Regions from separate parts of the Mus musculus genome. Here all the other regions are linked to region 1. Evidence: chromatin contacts called from public Hi-C, HiChIP or PLAC-seq and promoter capture Hi-C data. All regions are on one chromosome and are shown on one strand. The core of a region is the stretch at or near the end of the contact, and the rest is flanking DNA. Distances in the headings are between cores, read along the strand shown. Region 1 holds the start of Slc1a5 (solute carrier family 1 (neutral amino acid transporter), member 5). Region 2 holds the start of Vasp (vasodilator-stimulated phosphoprotein). Region 3 holds the start of Gipr (gastric inhibitory polypeptide receptor). Region 4 holds the start of Qpctl (glutaminyl-peptide cyclotransferase-like). Region 5 holds the start of Bhmg1 (basic helix-loop-helix and HMG-box containing 1). Region 6 holds the start of Six5 (sine oculis-related homeobox 5). Region 7 holds the start of Dmwd (dystrophia myotonica-containing WD repeat motif).

Region 1 (2,858 bases), core at 261-2,760:
GATGGAGCCGGGTGGTGGTGGTGGTGGTGGTGGTGGTGGCGGCACATGCCTTTAATACCAGCAGGGAGGCAGAGGCAGGTGGATTTTGGAGTTCAAGGCCAGTCTGGTCTACAGAGCAAGTTCTAGGATAGTCAGAGTCACACGAAGAAACCCTGCTTCCTTCTCCAACAAGCCCTCCCTGCCCTCTCTCAGGCTAGCCTTTCCCAGCAGCCCCTCATTCCCATCTTTACTCTGATGTCTGTGGCCCAGGCTGGTCATGACCTTGGAATCCTTCCATAGTTGGGATTGCAGTCCTGAGAGCTGCGGGTGAGCGCCTGGTAGAACAGACTGAGCCCTGTAGCCTCCTTTGCTCCACCTCCAGGCAAGCTCCAGACTTTCCAAAAGAGCCATTCTTCAGGGCGTTTCTCAAGTGGTCAACAGAGTTCAGGAAGGGACTCTTGGCTGTCCTCCTCCTTCAGCCCAGCCTCTCACTACCCTGCTTCACCCTTTGGGAAGCCCCAGACCTTTCTCCCACTGATGAAATCACAAGGAATCCGGGTAGGAGGTTGGGCCAAAGAGCTGGCTGGAACCAGTTTGAGTATTTCTCTTACTAGGGGCAGGCAGTGGGGCAGAACGCTCCTAGCCAATCCTGATCCACAAACTTCAGCCTCATTTTCCCCACCCTACATGTCCCAAAGATTCTGGATTCAGCAGACCTCTTTCCTCCTCCTCTTCCTCCTCCTCCTCCTCCTCCTCTCTAAGTCTGTTATTCTTACAGTTGATGGGTAACAGTGTCTAAACTAAGAATGTTTGTGGTGAACTGGCCATTTAAATATTTTTTGCTACATTTATTTATATATTTGTTTATTTGTGTGTGTTGCATGTGCCATGCTCCTGTGGGGAGGACCCAATCTGTGACTATCTGAGGAAAGAGACTGGGTTGCAGCTCAAGCATGAGGGCCTGAGTTCAAATCCCCCACATTCAATGTTGGGGCCTACTGGCCCCTCCTCCCTCCCTTTCCCCAATTTGTTTCTACAGACTGGGTTTCTTTTTCTTTATGTAGCCCTGGCAGCCCTAGAACTCGCTCTGTAGACCAACCAAGGCTGATCTTGAACTCACAGAGATCTATCTGCCTGCCTCTGCCTCCTGAGAGCAGGGATTAAAGGTGTGTGCCACTCATCTGTCTGCCCTTTCTAGGGGTCCTTCTGTGGAATATCAGATATGATCCACAATTAGATTCTTTTGACCAGTGGTGAGGTGCGTGTGGGTGGGTGTGGGTTGGATAGTTTCCCAACGCCCCGCCCCTTTTGGAGGCTTTGCACCCTTTCTGGCTCGATGCCCTTGCCCCGGCCCCGCCCCTGGCTATGCATTGTTATTCACCCTAGGTTGCCCACTGTGATCTTGGCTCCGCCCCTCGCTCGCCACCTGGCGCCGAATGTTCCATAACCAATCAGCGCTTGCGGGACGGCCTCCGCCTTTTCAAGTCCCGCCCTCCGCTTTTTCAAGTCACGCCCCTCCGCCTTTAATCCTGGTCGCTTCCGTCTAGCAGCCTCAGAGACACGCGGCGCGGCCTGGGAGGTTTCTCCTTGGCGCCACTTTCCATATCCCCCGGGCTGCTTCCTATTTGCATCTGGAAATTTGATTTTTCTCTCCAGAGCCCGAAACGCTCGGTCCACTCCTTCTAGGGCTCCAGTACCCAAGAGTCCGAGAGCCAGGCGTCCTAATCCTGGGATCTCGGTCTCCCGGAGCAAGGCATCCCGGATCTATGCCACTTGGGTTGAGCTTCCTGAAGACCTCAGCTACCTGAGTTTCCTTACTCCTTCAGGGAGTCAAAGAACCCTCTGAAGAGCTGTTCCCTACTCCAACAAGGCGCTCTCAACTCCCAGTTTTCGGGGATTCGACATCACCAGGAAAAATAAAGGGATCTCCGCATACAGCTCAGGGAGCCTAGGACCCTCCAGTTTCCGAGATCCGGTGGACGCATAACTTCAAGGACCGCTGCAAAGTTTCAGCCTCCATTCTCGGTCCTAAGGACGTCACACCTAGTCTCCAGGCTCACAAGGAACCTCCCTGTTACGGCTCAGCATGGCAGTGGATCCCCCTAAGGCTGACCCCAAAGGGGTAGTAGCGGTGGATTCCACCGCGAACGGTGGCCCCGCGCTGGGATCCAGAGAGGACCAGAGTGCGAAAGCAGGTGGTTGCTGCGGTTCCCGTGACCGGGTGCGCCGCTGCATTCGCGCCAACCTGCTGGTGCTGCTCACGGTGGCTGCGGTGGTGGCTGGCGTGGGGCTGGGGCTGGGGGTCTCGGCGGCGGGCGGTGCTGACGCGCTGGGTCCCGCGCGCTTGACCGCTTTCGCCTTCCCGGGAGAGCTGCTGCTGCGTCTGCTGAAGATGATCATCCTGCCGCTCGTGGTGTGCAGCCTGATCGGAGGTGCAGCCAGCTTGGACCCTAGCGCGCTCGGTCGTGTGGGCGCCTGGGCGCTGCTCTTTTTCCTGGTCACCACACTGCTCGCGTCGGCGCTCGGCGTGGGTTTGGCCCTGGCGCTGAAGCCGGGCGCCGCCGTTACCGCCATCACCTCCATCAACGACTCTGTTGTAGACCCCTGTGCCCGCAGTGCACCAACCAAAGAGGTGCTGGATTCCTTTCTAGATCTCGTGAGGTACGTTCCCGCCAGGCAGTGGGGTGGTTAGGGGCCAGTGCAAGCGTGCAATCTTTCTGCTTTACCCCCTCTGAGTACAGGGATTACCCGTGTGTGCCGCCACTAGTCACCAAGGTTGAGTCCTCCAGATTGAGTCATGCCTTCTAGAATCTAGGAAAATAAGGTAACGGTGACAGGACCGCTAACATCTTGGAAGGGTGAACTTTTACGGAAGTTCT
Region 2 (2,858 bases), core at 153-2,652, 2.5 Mb after region 1:
AAAAAAAAAAGAAAGAAAAAAGAAAAAAAAAATCTTTGTATCCCCCTCACCTACAAGATTAAATTCCTAGGAAGAGAGCTGGAAGAAGCTAGTGAGCCTGGGTCCCTGAGGGAGAAGGCTATGACCTTGACGCTTTCCAGCGCCCCCTCCTCCAATCCCACGGCCTGGGGAAGGGGGTAACACCCAGCGACATTGAGCCCAGGGGGAGGGACTGTGGTGTGGGGAAAGCAGCTGGCCACAGTGCTCACTCGGGGGCCCGCCCCCCACACCAGCTGTCTCGACAGGTGAGTCAGGAAGACAAAGGCCCCCCTCCCCCAGCTGCTGCGCCCCCTCCCTCCCCGGCCACCAGGTTGGGGGGGGGGGACCAGAACCGTCCTCTGGCCCGGGGGTCCAGGAGCCGCCCTGGGCCTGGAGTGCTCCAGGGCCCTAGGACCCAACCTGGTTGCCTAAGGGGAGAAGAGTCCCATCCAGACCCTCTAGGCCCCGTGGGCCAGATTCCCAAGAACTCCTCCACAGGAGAACCTCGGTGTCCACCAAATTTAGGAACATCAAGAAGTGCCCCTAAAGTTAAGGACCGCGATTCCACTCTGGGACTCTCATCCAGTGCCCTAGACGCAAGGATCCGAATTCCAACCACAACCTGAGACTCAAGAGTTTTAGGGCTAGGGTTCTCTAGCCAGCCTCCCACCTGGTTTTGAGTTTGGGGGCGGTAACTCTGAGCCCGCTTATACTAGATCATCCCTGCGAGGATCTGACTATCTGAGAACTCAGAGGTGCTCCCCCCAAAAGTCTTCAAATTCTGAGTCCCGAGAGCGCCCCTAAACCTGAAAGCCATCAAGAGAACCTCAGCCGGCACCGCCCCAAGCCTTTAGGGAGTAGTGTGGAGAAACGGGGTGTCGATATTTAGAGATCGTTCCAGAAGGCACCGGCTCAGATCTGGGACGCCCAAAGCGCTGTGTCCCCTAAATCTAGCCCCAAATGCGCTGGAGGGGGGGAGGGGGACAAAGGCGGGGCGCGGAGCCGGCTCCCGGCTGGGACCCGGCTGGAGGGTTCGGGGCTCACCTCATGGCTGCGCGGAGGGCGGGCGGCGCGCCCACGGGGAGTGCTCCCGGGGCGCCCCTGATTGGAAGTGCAGGGGTGCGGGGCTGGCTCCAGGTTCTGCTCAGTCTCTCTCGGGGTCCCGCCCCATAGAGTCCAGCTTCCTGGGGAGAACGTGGACCGGGCCGGGGCGGGTCTTCAGGCGCCTCCTCCCACCGGTGTTCTGATGTGCTGGGATCCCCTGCGATGGAAAGCGGGGTGCAGCGTCCGAACCTCGCCGGCGCACCCCCTCGGCCGGCTGCACCTACGCGGTTACTCTTACTACTGTACTCTCTTTGCTACATTTCGTTCCAAAATTCCACTCCCCGTACCCACAATTCCCTGCGCCTTAAAGGGGCCGTGGACGCCTCCAGGCGGGGGATGGAGAGCGTTTAAAAGGCAACGCGGAACCTTGGGCTTCCGCAATTGCACTCCTTTCCCGGTCTTGTGGCGTGGGGGTGCACCCTGAGCCTCACTCCGGAGTTGGAGGGGAAAGCTTGGTGGAAGAGACAAGGGGCCTTTCTTTGATCTCTAGCTGTCTCCACTATCAAATTCTTTAGTAGAGATCTGGGGGTGTAGGTTCTCCACTCCAACTCGCTCCGTGGACTTCTCAGTTTATTTTTTGGGGGATGGGGGTACCCTTGGTTAAGCAAGGGATCTCATCAATTTCCACCTTTAAGTAACACTTCCGCACTTCTCTTCCCCAGATCTCGCTTCTCAGGCCGAGCCCCACCCCTCGCCGCCCCCCACCCTCCCGGGGAAGGTGTGGAGGAAGTGAGCGAGGGGGCGCGGCGGGCCGCTGACTCACCGCGGCCGGGTCGTGGTTGGGGTGGGGGCGGGGGTAAGGGTGGGGGATAGACTAGGAGCGAAGGGTTGGTGGTGAGACCCCGATCTGCTCCCCACGCGGGCCCAGCTACAGCTTAATTTTGCCCACGGAGGGTAGTAGGATCGTCCCAACAATCCGGCAGGCTCAGAGGCCCGGAGACCCTCCTCTAGAGCCCCTTCCCCGCCAACACGTCCGGGCTGAGTCGAGCCCCCCCTCCCCCAAGCCTTCCGCAGTGGGACCCATAGGCCCCGCCCAGAGTTACATCATCATGCAGACACGCCCCTCCCGTAGAGCTCTACCTGGCCGGCTGAAAGGCGGTAACTCTAAGAAAATGGCAGTTCCTGACTTACTGATCGAGAAACTGAGGCTCAGAGACAGGGAATGGGTTTAGCTTATTTGGGTCCCCCCGCTCCCAAACTCACGAGAATCAATCCACGTGGCCTTTGGCCAATCCATTTCCTGGATGCTATGCTGGCTCCCTGTTGTCCTTCACTTGTAAGAACCTCAACCTTCAGGCCAAACTCTTACAGTAATTCTGCTCTAAAAAAATCTAGTACACCAGTTAGTTGTCCTGCTCAAACCAGGAGGCTGAGGCAAGAGGATCACGAGTTTGAGGCCAACCTGGGCTACAGGGTGACTTTAACGTCATCTGAGGTTATATATTTAAGAACAAAAGTGGCCTGTGGAAGTAGGGCAGCAGTTAAAGGGGGGGGGGGGATGGAGAGATGGCTCAGCGGTTAAGAGCACTGACTGCTCTTCCAAAGGTCCTGAGTTCAAATCCCAGCAACCTCATGGTGGCTCACAACCATCTATAATGAGATCTGATGTCCTCTTCTTGTGTGTCTGAAGACAGCTACAGTGTACTTACATATAATAATAAATTAAAAAAAAAAACTTGCTACTTTTGCAGAGGACCCAAGTTCAATTCCCAACACTTACAGGGCTAATAACTGTA
Region 3 (2,858 bases), core at 266-2,765, 2.4 Mb after region 1:
TCAGAGTCTGTCTAAGAGAAGAAAGAAGGGAGGAGCCCCGCAGGGTAACCTCCTCCCAGGCAGCAAGCTCAGCTGGGAAAGGCCAGAAGAACCCTTAGAGATATGGAGGAGCTGTCCATTTTTTTACGCAGGAGTTCTGGGTGGCTCAGAAACCTCTTAGATGGAATTGGGGTGCCTAGAAAATCGCCCAAAGGAAGGGGTAGCTTGTCCCCACCTGGAGGACTTGTGAGGGAAACTGTGTGAAGAGAAACTACCAGTTTATACAGGGAGGGGGGCGAGCAGCCTTAAAACTCTCCCTAATGTAGGGAAAGGCTTAAAACCACCCCAGAGCGCCTATTATCTCTCGAGGTCCTCACCTCCGCCCACTGGAGTCCCCACAACCACAGCAGCAGAAGCAGCAACCGCAGGGGCATCCTTGAAAGGTGATGGAAACTCTGGCCACTCGGAGGCAGTTGGGCTGGAGGGTCCCAAGGCAGAACCAACTCTTGGGCTTCAGTCCAAGTCAGTGCTCACCTGCCAGAAGCACATGGCGTCTGAGGCCACGCCCCCCATTTCCGCACGTGAGGATTTGGGGCGGAGCAGGACTAGGCGCGGCCTCCAGTAGATAAGTGAGGCTGGGATCAGCTAAGCGATTCCCAGGTCCTCCTAAGTGTTGCTGAGGCAGCCAAGGTGGAAGGGAGGGGTGTTTGCTGAGGGGCCTGTTGCCCTAGAGCTGTGACAGGCAGAAGCGTCAGTGTCACCGAGAGGCTAGACCGGAGGGACTCTTGGGAACCTGAGACCTCCTTAGAGAGGAGAGACTAGAAACTGTCAGTCAAGCCCTGAAGGGAATTTGAACCGATCATTTGAGTTCGCATCAATTTATATAGAAGATAAAAGCCCAATCTTCTAAAACTTCCCTGGCTTCAAGAAGTCAGAGGGACAGCGCTCTCCCAGCATCTAAATATTTAGGGAACAGAGAGATATTAGACCCTGGGTTTCTGACTTTTGGACGTTAGATGCTCTGAAAATCCTTCTAACCCAACTATCACCCCCGCCCAGACAATGTGAATGCAGAGTTTCAAAAGGGAATCTCAGAGCTACAGAAAAGAAAAAATATAAGACAAACAAACAAACAAAAACACCAAAAACCAAAAAACCAAAACAAACAAACAAAAAATCACGGACTCAGTTATAAGGTATAAGAACAGAAAGACTTGGGGACAATGAGACACAAGCGAGAGATCAGAGCCTAAAGGGCAAAAAAGGAGATAAAGACAAAACTGTGGCTCAGAGACAGAGGAAGTGACTAGGGAAGAGACAGAGAAGGGGAAAGAGTAGAAAAAGCCCATTTAGAGATTAAAAGAGGTGAAGAGATGACAGGTCAGAGAGGCAGAAAGAGACAAAGATTGAGATAGGGGGACAGTCAAGGGAGAGATGGGCCCAGGGCAAGGGCTTGATGGAGACCCCTTACCTGCACGGAGTCCTGTTCGCAATCTCCACTGACACAGCTGCCCTGCCTCGCCTGCCAGAGAGCTCTGGAAGAGGTGACAGGCGCTGGCAGCCTGGGGTGTTGGGAGGGGGCGGGGCCAGGGCGGACCAGAGAACAGGAGGGGGAGCTCTGGGGAAGAGTGGGAACCGTGGAGCAGGCACGTTTATCACAGCCATTGTGTCACGTAGAGGGAACAGTCACACAGTTATGGTTCCCCCCTCCCCCAGGCCACAGAACACACTATGCCAGCCAGCCACTTACACAGCCTCTCACGCTGCCTCACACAGGATCCCAAATGCTGAGCAGGAGAGCGACAGAGACTCACAGAGTGAGACTCCGTGAGTAACAAGTTCATTCATAGCTCTACAACTAGGACTATGCTGAGAGAGCCAGTCTTTCACCCACAGCTTCCCAATCACTTGCAGGGACAAGCGGCTGTGTGCCCTGGGACGTGGACACTTCACATATGTGTAAACACAGCCTATAATCTTAATTACCACTGCCTTTCTGTTGTCATTGTTTGGTGTATATGTATGTCATTGTATATGTGTGTACGTGTACATGTGTATGCGTGAAGGACCAGAGGACAACCTCTGATGTGATTCTTTTTTTAAAATTTTTTTTATTATTATATGTAAGTACACTGTAGCTGTCTTCAGACACTCCAGAAGAGGGAGTCAGATCTTGTTACGGATGGTTGTGAGCCACCATGTGGTTGCTGGGATTTGAACTTCGGACCTTCGAAAGGGCAGTCGGATGCTCTTACCCACTGAGCCATCTCTCCAGCCCCTCTGATGTGATTCTTAAGTGTTGTCTACTTCCTTTGATTTGGTCTTTCAAGACAAGATTTCTCTGTGTAGCCCTGGCTGTCCTTGAACTCATTACATAAACCTGGCTGCCCTTGAATGCAGAGATCTGCCTGCCTCCGACTCCCTGGTACTGGGATTACAAGCATACACTACCCAGCTTAATTTATCTTGCTGCATGCATAACAAGGACTTTACCAAGTGAACCATTGCTCCAATCCCTGATTTGTCTTTCTTTGTTTTAATTTTATGTGCATGCATGGAGGCATGTGTACCATATTCATGCAGTGCCTGAGGAGGCCAGTAGAGGGCACTGGATCCCCTAGAACTGGAGTTACCCATGGTTGTGAGTCTCCCCATGGGTGCTGAGAACTGAATTCTGGATCCTCCTGAAGTGTTCTTAACTGCCATTTCTCCAGTCCTGTTTCGTTTGTGGTTTTGGTGTGTGTGTGTGTGTGTGTGTGTGTGTGTTTTAAGAAAACAGAGTCTCATTCTATAACCGAGGTGATCTCCAACCTTGGATCTCCTGCCTCAGCTTTTCAAGTACTGAGATTCAGATTTCAATGGCACAGGCTCATGCAATG
Region 4 (2,858 bases), core at 119-2,618, 2.4 Mb after region 1:
CACTATCTGCCAAGCCTGTTTTAGGATCCCTATGAAATCAACGATATCAGTGACTGTCCCCATTTTGAAGATGAGGAAGCTGAGTCCCAAAGAGGTTAAGAAGTTAGTCCAACTAAAGTGGATCCTAAACACAGTATCTGAATGGCACCACACCACTAATTCTGAAGCCAACCTTCTTGGATTTTAATTCTAATTAGCTGTGGGACTTGGACAAAATGTAAAAACTTCAGTTTCCTCATCTGTATAGTGGAGATTATATTAGTTCAGACCTCACCAGAGAGTACACTGCTTCTGCCTAATATAGGATAATATTTAGTGGGGGTCGTATAGTGCGGGATTTGTGTACCACCAAGAGAATCTAGTCAGGTTCACCTGCCGCTGCAGCCACCACCACCACCACTCCCCTACCCGCCTACTCCCCATCTCTGTCCCCCGACCCCCATCAGATCACTTCTGCCTCCTGGCTGTTTTGGGATCTTCGGAGCCTGAGTTCCATTTCCTGACAAACTGGGGAAAGGAAGTTGGGGGTTGACAATAAAACCCTTTACCTTTCTCACTTGGAGATTGCCAGAACTACCCGGGGGTCGCACAATCAATAAGGGACGCAGGAAAGTTCCCCAGAGACGCTGCGGATCCAGCTGCCCTACCACCAGCCGCAGCTTGGCTTCTGAAAGGCTTCCGATCAGCGGGACCTTGGTTGGGAAATGGGATGGGAAAAAGAAAAATGAAAACAACCCCATTCCCACCTTATCCTGGGCGCCGTTGCCTACTAGGAGTCCTGGCTCTTCCTGGTAATGCAAATCTCCAGCATCAAAGATTTCCTAGACTGGGAGAAATCTTCAAAGCAAATCTGGTCCAGCCTACCGCAGTCCTAACGAGGAAATTGCAATCGGGTGATGGAAATTTCTAAATAGATGGCTTGGGCATAGAACTCAGTTCTACCAGTGTTGCTATGAGGACTCGTCATCTTCAGTGGGGTCTATCACAAAACAAGCCTGAAGCCTTATTTTGTTGGGTAGGGGCACGCGCTCAAGTCATGGATAAATGGCACAGGCGGCAAAAGCCAAATGATAAGACCACGGTAACCTGAGACTCAATACGAAGGGAAAGAGGGAAATGACGCTGGCTGGGCACCAGCCAGGGCTCACCCGCAGATCCCGGCTCCGTGACATCTCCTCAACCCCAGGGTGCCAGCTGTTCCAGACGATATAGAAAGCCAAGCCCATAGCCAGCGCCAGCAGCAGCAGGGGCAGGAACTGCACTCGCGGCAGAAGACGGCGCTTGGAAAGTGAGGGTGGTTTCATGAGGCCACGATCCTCGAGCCGCTGCCGGGGCCGCCCGCGGCTCCCGGGACTCATGGTAGCTTTGCTCTGAAACCAATCCCGGTATGGTGGTTTGAGTTTTAGGCCAAGATCCGCCTCGCTGAGGTTACAAAACCCAATAAAGAAGCAGAGTAACTGCGTCCTTCCCTGAGACGATTGCGATTGGCTGTCCTAAGCGCCGCCCCACCCAAAAAGGAGGGCGGAAACCTTAAGGCCCGCCTCCACGGAAGAGGACCAGTCAATGGGCTGCGTCCGAATGTGCGAAACCTTCCAAGGCGCGGGGTCACGCCCCTCACGGAAGTCGATCAAGAAACTGTCGTTCAAGGAAAAAAGGGGCGGCATCCATCCCTAAAACAAGGAGCCGATTGGTTTACCTGAAGCCATGCCCTCAAGAAAAGTGTCCGAGGGTATTTGGAAATGGGGTTGTGTTTTCCATCTTCCAACTGGACGGTTTGACGGGAAAATAATTCTAGTCAGACCCCGTATTATTTTCCTCATGAGCAGACACCCTATTGTGATCCTCAGAAGCTTCAAATCCTCCTTATAGGCATTTTCTACAGGAGAGTGCAGCCTGAAGGGTCGCTATGGTAACAGGCCACGCCCACAGCCGCTGGTATTTGGTTGCGCAGGCGCCGACGGAAGTGAGCCGCAGGAGACGGAAGTCCCGCCCTTCTCGCCCTGTACGCCAAAGGCTGGAGCAACGCGCTTGGAGGCGGGAGTGATCTGCGAGCGAAACCTACACCATGTGAGGCCGGGCTGGGCTTTGGCGGGGCCGTGGAGATGGAGGTGGACAGTTTAGCTGAATAACGGTCGAAATGGGGTGTTTTTATAGCTGAGGGTAGAGTTCCTCGGGCAAAAGTAATGTTTTTCCTTCTGGGGTATTTGAGATCGGGCTTGGGGCCTCGCTCGGATCTTGAGTTCCGGAGAGGGGACAGCTTTATTCCATAACGGGCATGAGACTCTCCGAGGTCCTGAGTCTTGTGGAAAGGAACCATAAAGGGAAAGCTGAGTCTGATGGCACATGCCTGGAATCCCAGGCCTCGAGAGGCTGATGCAGGAGGTTCGCTAGTTGGCCTTGGCCAGCTTCATAGCGAGACCGCTTCCAAAAGTAATAGTAATTTTAAATGGAAGTGGTCTTATGAATAAAGAGCTTGGCGGGGAAGGAAGAACTGTTAGAAATAGTGAAAAGTATGGGACGTAACCAGGATAAATTAGAGAACCTAACTAGAGACTGTCAGAGTAGCAGGGTACTACAGTGGTTTGGTGCGTGTTTATTCATTGAGCATATACTATGTAGACTGCTTGTAAGTTAAGACACATGGTAAATAAAAGGTCCTTGCCTCCAAGGGGGTGGGGGAATCTCCCTGGTGCTTGTAAAAAGAGTGGAGTAGGAAAGCCATAGAGTAATAAATAGGTACATACACCTTAGATAATCAGGTTTGGATGGAGAATTGAGCAGGAAAGATATAATGCCAGTAGGTAGCACAGTAGGATGCATTGAAAGCCCAGTTCTTGGGATGCAGATTTAGCTCAGTG
Region 5 (2,858 bases), core at 180-2,679, 2.3 Mb after region 1:
TCTCAAAAAACAAAAACAAAAACAAACCAAAAGTCATGGATGTGCAAAATGTTGACTATTGAACCTCAAATAGGATTACACTCCTAATATCAAGATCACAAACCACTAACTGCCCCCCAACCCCCACACAGTCTCACCTTATACCAGCTCAGGTTTATGTAGTCAGGCTGGACTCCAAATCATAAAAGGTTATATGTGTGAATTACCACAGCCAGCTCAGACCACAAGCCTTAACACTGAAAACCCCAAATCCTAGAGGAAGGATATCCAGGGTATAAAAAAAAAAGAAAAAAGAAAAACCCTCACCACCCCAAATGTAGTGGGAATACCCAAGGGGTGCTTCCCCTTCTCAGAAGAGAAGGAGAGGGGCACTGGGGGAGGACCTACCAGAGGGGTAGGAGGGACTGAGAGGAGAGGAGGGCTGATATTGGGATGTAAAGTGAAAAAAAAATTTTAAAAAGATTTATTTATTTATTATATGTAAGTACACTGTAGCTGTCTTCAGGCACCCCAGAAGAGGACACCAGATCTCACTACAAATGGTTGTGAGCCACCATGTGGTTGCTGGGATTTGAACTCAGGACCTTCATTAGAGCAGTGAATGCTCTTAACCACTGAGCCATCTCTCCAGCCTCGAAAAAATAATTTTTAAAAATGTGTTTCATGTCCTACAATAAATATCTCTAAACTCTAAAACTGTCCCTTCAGATCCTCACATTGTGATTTCCTTCTTAGAAAACTTAGACCTCACGCATGCATCCCACTGAGACCTGGAACCCTAAATTGACACCTATACGCAATGAGTAGCACGACGACTCCAGGCTTTAAAATTAATTCTCAAAGACCCAAGCCGTGCCCACTCCAGAGCCTATTTTCCTGCTTTGATGGTCTCCACTGATACTGAAAAGCCCCAACCCTGTCAAATTAGACCTCTGACCCTCCGAACGTAACCCCTGGAACCCCAAACTAAGATTTCCAGATCTCCCGTCTTCAGCTTCCAAAAGCCGAGCCTCGAACAGGAGACCCCATGTCTCAAACGCCACTAATAACTTTCCAGAAACCCAGCCTGGATTCCCTCAAACACAAAGTCTACCCTCAAACCGGTCTCGAGCTCTGGGGTCCCTCTCCATCCGACCTAGAGCTCCCTAGGGGGTCACGGCCGCAGGGTGTGACTCTGACGACTCCTCACCATCTCCCCGCTACCTCAAGCCAGCTAGAGCCAGGGCGTCTGCCGCCCCACACCCGTTGGTCACCAGCACTCACCTCAAGATTTGCAATATGGCGTTAAGCCTCGACTTCTGCTTTGGCACTGGGCTCACGCTTCGACAGTCTGAAGGCTCCGGCAGCGGCTCGCGCGGCTCCCGCGGCTCGCGGGGTCCCAGGGATGCAGACCGCGTGCCTCCCGACGCGCAGACCGAGCGAAGAATGGCAGGGCGCGAGGCTGTGGCGCGAAGGCACCAGAGCGCCTGAGGCGAGGCCACGCCCCCTCCACGTTCCCGCCACGCGGTGCCAGGCACGAGCAGAGGAGCGTTGGAAAAGGGCAGTGCGGCGAGTGCGCACGCGCACCCGGGGCAGGGCACGGGCCACAGCTCCGACACGTGCTCCCGCTCCCGCGCTCGCAGCATCAGCCAATCAGCTCTTGCTCCATTACCCGCCCTTTCCTCAGGCCACGCCCTCTGTTTTGCCCCGCCCCCTGACCTATTTACCTCAGACCCCAGCAGGATTTGCCAGGTGTCCGCAAGCGCGAGGTGTCTGTACTCCCCCTGCTGGCCCTCCTGTGTCCCCATCCGACCCTTTCGCTTTAGGGCGCATCTGCTTAAAGACCACTGTGTGTCAAGTACCTTGTTCAGGCGGCTAACTTCGCCACCTTTCCCTGAAACGAGGCTTTGTAGACCCCATGGAAATGCCAGTTCCTGTAGCTGCAAACAAAGTAACCTTTAGTGTCTGAGTGTGGATCCAGTCTTGCTATATAGCCCAGGCTTGCCTACTACTTGTAACCGTTTTGTCTCAGGTCTGTCTGGAACGCAAGGAATGCACTACCTTGTAACTCAGGTTACAAACTACACAATTTATTTTTAAAAAGCATTTTAGTTTTAACTAGGTATACATGTTGGGGGGGTGGGGGGGAGGAATACTGCACGCAGGTGTCCCCAGATGCCAGAGGCATCAGATGCCCCTAGAGCTGGAGTTTTAGACAGGGGCTTCTAGGGGCATCTTCAGGGGCAAATGCAAATTCTCTGCAAGAGCGATGTCTTCCTAACCTCTGAGTAGTCTTTCCAGCTTCATCTTTATTTTTTGACACAGCGTCTCATACCCTTGACCAGGCTAGTCTCAAACTCACAGAGGTACACTAACCTCGGCGTCCAAAATGGTGCGATTAAAAGTGTGTGCCACCACGGCAGATTCAAACCGTACATTTTGGAAATGCTGCCAAGATTCCTGCCCTTCTGGAGGCTCTGTTCTACCTGTGATGTGAACATAGTGCCTGGGCTTTTCCTCACTTCGATATCTTGTTTTCTTTATTTGCCAATTAGGAGGTGGTGGTAGGCAAGTGTGGGGAGTGAGATGAAGGTGAGAAATGGGAGAGAAAGTTTGGGAAAACTCATATATTATTAATTATTTGTCAACTAACATGATAAATCAATAAAGTTGTTCTTCCTAAACTCTTCATCCCTCGCTAACGTCCCTTTGAAGTAGCCTCGATTCTCTTTTCAAGGGCCTCGGGCCAAAATGGAGGCGGCTGGACTCTATTTCCCAGATACCCTCGCGGGAGAATTTTCTGCGCCTGCGTATTTTAGTGTGCCCTTAGCCTCCTGGTAATTAGAGTTTCTGTCTCTCAGCCCGCCTAGTTTGTTTCC
Region 6 (2,858 bases), core at 103-2,602, 2.3 Mb after region 1:
GCCCCCCCCCCCCCCCCACCGCTCCGCTCCACACTTCTGTGAGCCTGGGTCCCCACCCAGCTCCGCTCCTGTGATCCAGGCCTGCCACCTGGCGGCCGGGGAGGGAGGAACAGGGCTCGTGCCCAGCACCCCTGGTTCCTGCAGAGCTGGTAGCCACCGCTGCTGCAGCAGCTGGGCATTCGCCGACCTTGCTTTACTCAGCCCCGACGTGGATGGGCAAACTGCTCAGCTCATCCGATTTCACTTTTTCACTCTCCCAGCCATCAGTTACAAGCCATAAGCATGAGCCCCCTATTTCCAGGGACATCCCATTCCCATAGTGATGGATCAGCAAGACCTCTGCCAGCACACACGGAGTCTTTGGCTTCGGACAGCCTCACTCCTGGGGGTTGCTGCAACTCCTTCCCCGTGTACACGTCTGCACTCTAACAACGGAGCCACAGCTGCACTCCCCCCTCCCCCAAAGCAGTGTGGGTATTTATTGATCTTGTTATCTGACTCACTGACAGACTCCGGGACCCACGTTTTAGATGCATTGAGACTCGACATTCCTCGGTATTTATTGTCTGTCCCCACCTACGACCTCCACTCCCGACCCTTGCGAATAAAATACTTCTGGTCTGCCCTAAATCCCGCGCAATATCTCTGTTGTGGAAAGGAAACCGCCCCGCAGGCCAATGGAGAGTCCAATAGAGACAACCAATGGCTTGAGTGGGAGCTAGAGGGGAGGCAAAGCGCACGAATCAGGTTGAAGGGTGGGGCTTAGGCATCCAGCCAGTAGGAGAGAAGCAACAAGCCACCAGAGACACCACCGCCCCCCACCCTCCCCCCCAGCTGTGACCCAGCTGTGCCACTCAAGTTTGGAAAAAAGTAGGGGGTTGGGCCAGCAGCGGGCACACCATCTTCCCACTGCGCCTGCGCAAGCCACGCGCATCCGCTTTTTGGACCGACACTCCAGAAAAGTTGCTGCAAACTTTCTAGCGCGATTCCCCGCCCCTCCTCCCAGCTAGATCCACCGCCTACCCGCGGGGCCGGGAATTCCGAGGGGCGGAGCACGGCGCGGAGATGGGAAGGGAGGGGGCCCTTCAAGGGACCCGGGAGATGGGAGCGGCTTCGCGCCCTTAACCCTCCGGACGGCCCATTACCTTCTCCGTTGCTCTGATAGGGAAACTGAGGCCCTGAGTCAGAGGCACACAAGGGGGGAAGGCCAAAAGCGCGGCCAGAGACGGAGGGAAAACAAAGAATCCTGACAGCCCGGGAGGGGGGCGGACACACAGGGACAAGGACAGACCCGAGTGCAGAGCTGGGTCTAGTCTTTGGGAGGGGGCCAGAAGACTGCAAGGGGACCGGGGGGGGGGGCGGCGAGGAGGACTGGGCGGAGGAGGGGGCTGGGGAAGCCCGCGGGAGGCGGCAAAGGAGGGAGGAACTTTCCAAAGTTGCCAAACATGGCTACCTCGCCTGCGGAGCCGAGCGCGGGGCCCGCGGCTCGGGGGGAGGCGGCGGCGGCGACCGAGGAGCAGGAGGAGGAAGCGCGCCAGCTTCTGCAGACTCTGCAGGCAGCCGAGGGGGAGGCGGCGGCGGCCGGGGCGGGAGATGCGGCGGCGGCGGCGGACTCTGGGTCCCCGAGTGGCCCGGGGTCTCCCCGGGAGACCGTGACCGAGGTGCCCACTGGCCTTCGCTTCTCGCCCGAACAGGTGGCATGCGTGTGCGAGGCGCTGCTGCAGGCGGGCCACGCCGGCCGCTTGAGCCGCTTCCTGGGCGCGCTGCCCCCGGCCGAGCGCCTACGTGGCAGCGATCCGGTGCTGCGCGCGCGGGCCCTAGTGGCCTTCCAGCGGGGTGAATACGCCGAGCTCTACCAACTTCTCGAGAGCCGCCCTTTCCCCGCCGCCCACCACGCCTTCCTGCAGGACCTCTACCTGCGCGCGCGCTACCACGAGGCCGAGCGGGCCCGTGGCCGTGCGCTGGGCGCTGTGGACAAATACCGGCTGCGCAAGAAGTTCCCTCTGCCCAAGACCATCTGGGATGGCGAGGAGACCGTCTATTGCTTCAAGGAGCGCTCGCGAGCGGCGCTCAAGGCCTGCTACCGCGGCAACCGCTATCCCACGCCTGACGAGAAGCGCCGCCTGGCCACGCTCACCGGCCTCTCGCTTACACAGGTCAGCAACTGGTTCAAGAACCGGCGACAGCGCGACCGCACTGGGACCGGCGGTGGAGCGCCTTGCAAAAGGTGAGGGGGGAACCGACCCTCCTTCCTCGGTGGCCGCTGGAGTCTGCGCAAGTGACCCTTCACATCCCTCTTCGGTGGCGTCGGCGAGTGCATAGGCTGAGCGTGGAGAGACCAGGCACACCCTGGGTTCTCTGGGCATCACTGCCTCAGGGGCAGAGGTTGTTCCAGCTACTTCTAAGCTGGGAACGCAGTGCCAGGAATGGGGGGGGGGGCGGGGGCGGGACGGGCAGTGAGAAAAGTGAGGTATCCCTGGAGGAGCGGTAGTAAGGAAGGGAAAGGGGCCTTTGTCTAAGGCACCCAGGGTAGGGACCCGCTTTTGGGGCCTCTGCAACCTGGCCCCTCGGTAACCATTACTTACACCCACCCCCACGCCCCCTCCAGCCCAAACAGCGTGGTCTGTCGCTTGTCTTTGTTGTGAAACGTGAACCTTCTCCGGCTCCGGTTTCCCTGTAACCCAAGCCCTTCCCCTCCCACCTCAGCGCCAGGCCTCTAGCTCTGGTCTCTGACGCCGTGGGGGTGGGGGGTGAGGAAGAACTGGAGTAAAAGCTGCTGCCTCACTCCGCAGCCACGCGCCTGCCGACCCAGGGGACTTGGGGCAGTCTGGGTGCTCGGCTGCAGGCCAAGGCGACTG
Region 7 (2,858 bases), core at 257-2,756, 2.3 Mb after region 1:
AGAGGGGGCTAGATCCCATGTCACTGGAGTTAGAGGTAGTTGTGAGCCACCCATCCAGATGTGGGTGTTGGGAACTGAAGTTAAGTCATTCCACCCATTTGTTTTTTATTTTTACATTTTATTTGCGGGGGCGGGGGGCTGGTGTGATGGCTCGGTGTTCAGAGCACTGTTTGCTCTTCCAAAAGACCAGGGACTGATTCCCAAGCACCTCCATGGGACATGGCAGTTTACGGCCAGTTGGCCACGTGCTGGCCTAGCAATGCACAAAATCCTGGGTTCAAGCCCGTCAATGCACATGGTGTAGTACCAACCTGGAAGACATAGAGTCAGGAAGATCTGGAGTTTGTGGTATTTTTGTTGTTGTTTTGTTTGTTTGTTTTCAGCTACAAGGTAAGATGGAGGTCAGCCTGAACTAGAGACCTTGTCTCACAAGGGGGGCGGGGGGAGCAAAACAGAACACAATCTTCTTCTGTCAATGTGATAAAACATAAAATACCTTGACAAAAGGCCGCTTAGGGGAGAAAGGGCTATTTCAGCTTGCAATTCCAGGTCTCAGTACATCATAGCAGGGAAGTCAAGGCAGGGCTGTCTCCAGAATAGAGCAGGAAGAAGGGCATGTGTGCTTGTTTTCTTGTGCTCAGCCTGGGTCTCCACTCTTACACAGTTCCGGACTCCCTGACTAGGGAATGGCACCTCCCACAATGGACTGAGTCTTCCTGTATCAATTAAGGCAATCTCCCTCAGACTGGTCTACAGGCCAACCCCAAGTAGACTGTCCCTCATTGCGATTCTAGGTAGCCTCAAATTGACAAGGTAACAACCATCATCACCAAACCGAAACCAAAAAAGGTAGACAAGGTCAGATAGGCGACAGATGGCTACACTTCACTCTGACAGCAGCAGGGGACCACAGGTGGTCAGCGAGGAAGGGAAGAGCTGGGCGTGGTGTCTCAGGCCTGAGACTCCAGATGTTGGGTCAAGTTTGAAAACTGCCTGGGCTACAAGTATGAGACCAAAGGTCAGTGAGATGGATCGGCGGGTAATGGCACTTGCTGCCAGGTAGGTAGCTTGAAGACCTAAGCTCCATCTTTAGGATCCACATGGAGGAAGGCACTTGGCTCCCTCTGACCTCTACATGCTCGTTCACGCACAAATACACGCAAAAATAAATGCATTTTTTTTTTATTATTTAAAAAACAAAACCAAGAATCGCCCGGAGTCAGCTGTAACAACACGAGGCTTCTGAATAGGCTTTGAGGCTTCTCCGTTGCTGGGCAAACGGTTCCCAGGGCGCTGTTGTTAGGGTCTAGGGGCGTTCCCAACAGTCACACCTCGTAGCCAACCAAACGCGAGGGTCTGTCGCGTTGACCACACCCACATATTGCCTCCGCCCACAGCCCCAGAACCGTTACCTCAGCAACTGTCTCGGCTTCTCCCGCCTCCGGCTCTGGGTGCCAATCGTAGAGGCGTCACCCGGACGACGACCCTACCCCTTCCGGTGCTAGCCCCTCAACTTCCGGCTGGGGGGTCTGGCGGTGGGCGGTCGGGCTGCGGTGCGGCCCGGGGGGCGGCCAAGATGGCGGCGGGCGGCGCGGAGGGCGGCCCGGGCCCCAGCGCCGCCATGGGCGACTGCGCGGAGATCAAGTCGCAGTTTCGCACCCGCGAGGGCTTCTACAAGCTGCTCCCCGGCGACGCGACGCGCAGGTCGGGCCCGACCTCCGCTCAGACCCCGGCGCCGCCTCAGCCCACTCAGCCCCCGCCCGGGCCCGCCGCAGCCTCCGGGCCCGGCGCCGCGGGTCCCGCGTCGTCCCCGCCGCCCGCCGGCCCCGGGCCCGGGCCCGCGCTGCCCGCCGTCCGCCTCAGCCTGGTGCGCCTAGGCGACCCGGATGGCGCTGGGGAGCCGCCCTCCACGCCCTCCGGACTGGGCGCGGGAGGAGACCGCGTCTGCTTCAACCTGGGCCGGGAGCTTTATTTCTACCCCGGCTGCTGCCGCAGCGGGAGCCAGCGGGTGAGTGCTCTGCTTGCTGGGGACTCCGGTGCCGAGAGCGCTGGGGTCCCAGAGTGACAGAAGGCCCCGAGGTTGGGCATCCCAGGGGAGCCTGGATCCTGGAGCTAATGGAGTCCTGAGAGGTTGCAGGGGAATCTTTGCGTGGGGAGGTTCTCTCCGGTGGTGAGTGTTCAGGACGTGATGGCGCTTCTGGGAGGAAATGGGGGAGGGGGGTCACGGAGGTGACAGATATTCTGTGGGCTTTGGGGAATCCTAAGAGGATACAGGCCCAGGGGATGGAGAACGGAGAAATGCATCCTGCCTTCTGGGCCTGTTGGAGGGAGTCTTAAGACTTGCCATACCCAGGGCTGACGGGATTTGTAAGGAGCCGAGGTGTGGCTTAGGGGTCGACGAGCAAAGCAACAGGTGAAGGAGCTCCTAAAGAATATGGTGTCTAATGGCTTTGGAAGAAATGAAGGGGGTTTGGCAAAATGATGGGAGCTCTGAATTGATGGGGGTTCCTGGCAGGGGACATCCCCAGGTGTGACAGATATCTGTAAAGCAATCCTAGAAGAGGGGTGACGTGAGGAAGTGGGGGAGACAGAGAGATGGGGATCCGGAGAATCCAGTGGTGATAATGAGGGACTGTAGTGACTGATGGCTGGCTGAACCACAGCAGATGTCCTGGAGTTTAGGGGCTCCAGGCTGAAGGAAATGAGGCTTTGGCGATGGATCCCAGGATCCCATGTCAAGGCTGCCGAGGTAGGAGGATCCTCTGGCCTCATGGCAGCCAGTCTAGTTGAACTGGTGAGCTCCGGGTTCACTGAGAGACCCTGTGTCAAATGTAAGATGCAAAGCCAGGGAGAGAGAT

The links. Promoter capture Hi-C pulls out the DNA fragments that hold promoters and counts their contacts. Hi-C and Micro-C count contacts between places; a contact is called where the count stands out from the background. HiChIP or PLAC-seq counts read pairs in DNA pulled down with a chosen protein or histone mark. Capture Hi-C pulls out chosen DNA fragments and counts their contacts.
Region 2: a promoter capture Hi-C map of liver shows a contact between it and region 1, with 4 times the contacts expected there. The contact joins the promoter of Vasp here to the promoter of Slc1a5 in region 1. A contact is called at or near these places in 3 of 39 promoter capture datasets (cranial neural crest, embryonic stem cells and liver) and 2 of 115 datasets of contacts at active chromatin or transcription factors (embryonic stem cells and stem cell-derived neural progenitor cells).
Region 3: a contact with region 1 is called in an H3K27ac HiChIP or PLAC-seq map of embryonic stem cells, with 7 times the contacts expected there. The contact joins the promoter of Gipr here to the promoter of Slc1a5 in region 1. A contact is called at or near these places in 2 of 39 promoter capture datasets (embryonic stem cells and liver) and 4 of 115 datasets of contacts at active chromatin or transcription factors (embryonic stem cells and forebrain).
Region 4: a Hi-C map of B cells shows a contact between it and region 1, with 10 read pairs. The contact joins the promoter of Qpctl here to the promoter of Slc1a5 in region 1. A contact is called at or near these places in 1 of 39 promoter capture datasets (liver), 1 of 484 Hi-C or Micro-C datasets (B cells) and 4 of 115 datasets of contacts at active chromatin or transcription factors (embryonic stem cells and large pre-B cells).
Region 5: a contact with region 1 is called in an H3K27ac HiChIP or PLAC-seq map of embryonic stem cells, with 11 times the contacts expected there. The contact joins the promoter of Bhmg1 here to the promoter of Slc1a5 in region 1. A contact is called at or near these places in 2 of 39 promoter capture datasets (both in embryonic stem cells), 5 of 115 datasets of contacts at active chromatin or transcription factors (embryonic forebrain, embryonic stem cells and large pre-B cells) and 2 of 9 other capture datasets (adipose tissue and embryonic stem cells).
Region 6: an H3K27ac HiChIP or PLAC-seq map of embryonic stem cells shows a contact between it and region 1, with 10 times the contacts expected there. The contact joins the promoter of Six5 here to the promoter of Slc1a5 in region 1. A contact is called at or near these places in 1 of 39 promoter capture datasets (cranial neural crest), 6 of 115 datasets of contacts at active chromatin or transcription factors (embryonic stem cells, large pre-B cells and stem cell-derived neural progenitor cells) and 1 of 9 other capture datasets (adipose tissue).
Region 7: a contact with region 1 is called in a promoter capture Hi-C map of liver, with 3 times the contacts expected there. The contact joins the promoter of Dmwd here to the promoter of Slc1a5 in region 1. A contact is called at or near these places in 3 of 39 promoter capture datasets (cranial neural crest and embryonic stem cells), 5 of 115 datasets of contacts at active chromatin or transcription factors (embryonic stem cells, large pre-B cells and stem cell-derived neural progenitor cells) and 1 of 9 other capture datasets (liver).

What each region holds. Positions count from the first base shown.
Region 1 is chr7:16,779,836-16,782,693 of GRCm38.p6, forward strand. It overlaps Slc1a5 (solute carrier family 1 (neutral amino acid transporter), member 5), which reads left to right and starts at 1,511. Exons shown (of 9, transcript NM_009201.2): 1 at 1,511-2,640. The coding sequence starts at 2,066.
Region 2 is chr7:19,270,452-19,273,309 of GRCm38.p6, forward strand. Vasp (vasodilator-stimulated phosphoprotein) reads right to left here and starts at 1,403. Exons shown (of 13, transcript NM_009499.3): 1 at 1,063-1,403. The coding sequence starts at 1,067.
Region 3 is chr7:19,164,612-19,167,469 of GRCm38.p6, forward strand. Gipr (gastric inhibitory polypeptide receptor) reads right to left here and starts at 1,516. Exons shown (of 14, transcript NM_001080815.1): 1 at 1,451-1,516; 2 at 357-513; 3 at 1-11. The coding sequence starts at 413.
Region 4 is chr7:19,147,828-19,150,685 of GRCm38.p6, forward strand. It overlaps Qpctl (glutaminyl-peptide cyclotransferase-like), which reads right to left and starts at 1,369. Exons shown (of 7, transcript NM_026111.3): 1 at 1,149-1,369; 2 at 549-692. The coding sequence starts at 1,358. Snrpd2 (small nuclear ribonucleoprotein D2) reads left to right here and starts at 2,011. Exons shown (of 3, transcript NM_026943.1): 1 at 2,011-2,067. The coding sequence starts at 2,066.
Region 5 is chr7:19,116,915-19,119,772 of GRCm38.p6, forward strand. It overlaps Bhmg1 (basic helix-loop-helix and HMG-box containing 1), which reads right to left and starts at 1,430. Exons shown (of 13, transcript NM_001370811.1): 1 at 1,264-1,430.
Region 6 is chr7:19,093,192-19,096,049 of GRCm38.p6, forward strand. Six5 (sine oculis-related homeobox 5) reads left to right here and starts at 1,353. Exons shown (of 3, transcript NM_011383.1): 1 at 1,353-2,227. The coding sequence starts at 1,446. It overlaps Dmpk (dystrophia myotonica-protein kinase), which reads left to right. Exons shown (of 15, transcript NM_001379257.1): 15 at 1-630.
Region 7 is chr7:19,074,694-19,077,551 of GRCm38.p6, forward strand. It overlaps Dmwd (dystrophia myotonica-containing WD repeat motif), which reads left to right and starts at 1,507. Exons shown (of 5, transcript NM_010058.2): 1 at 1,507-2,008. The coding sequence starts at 1,577.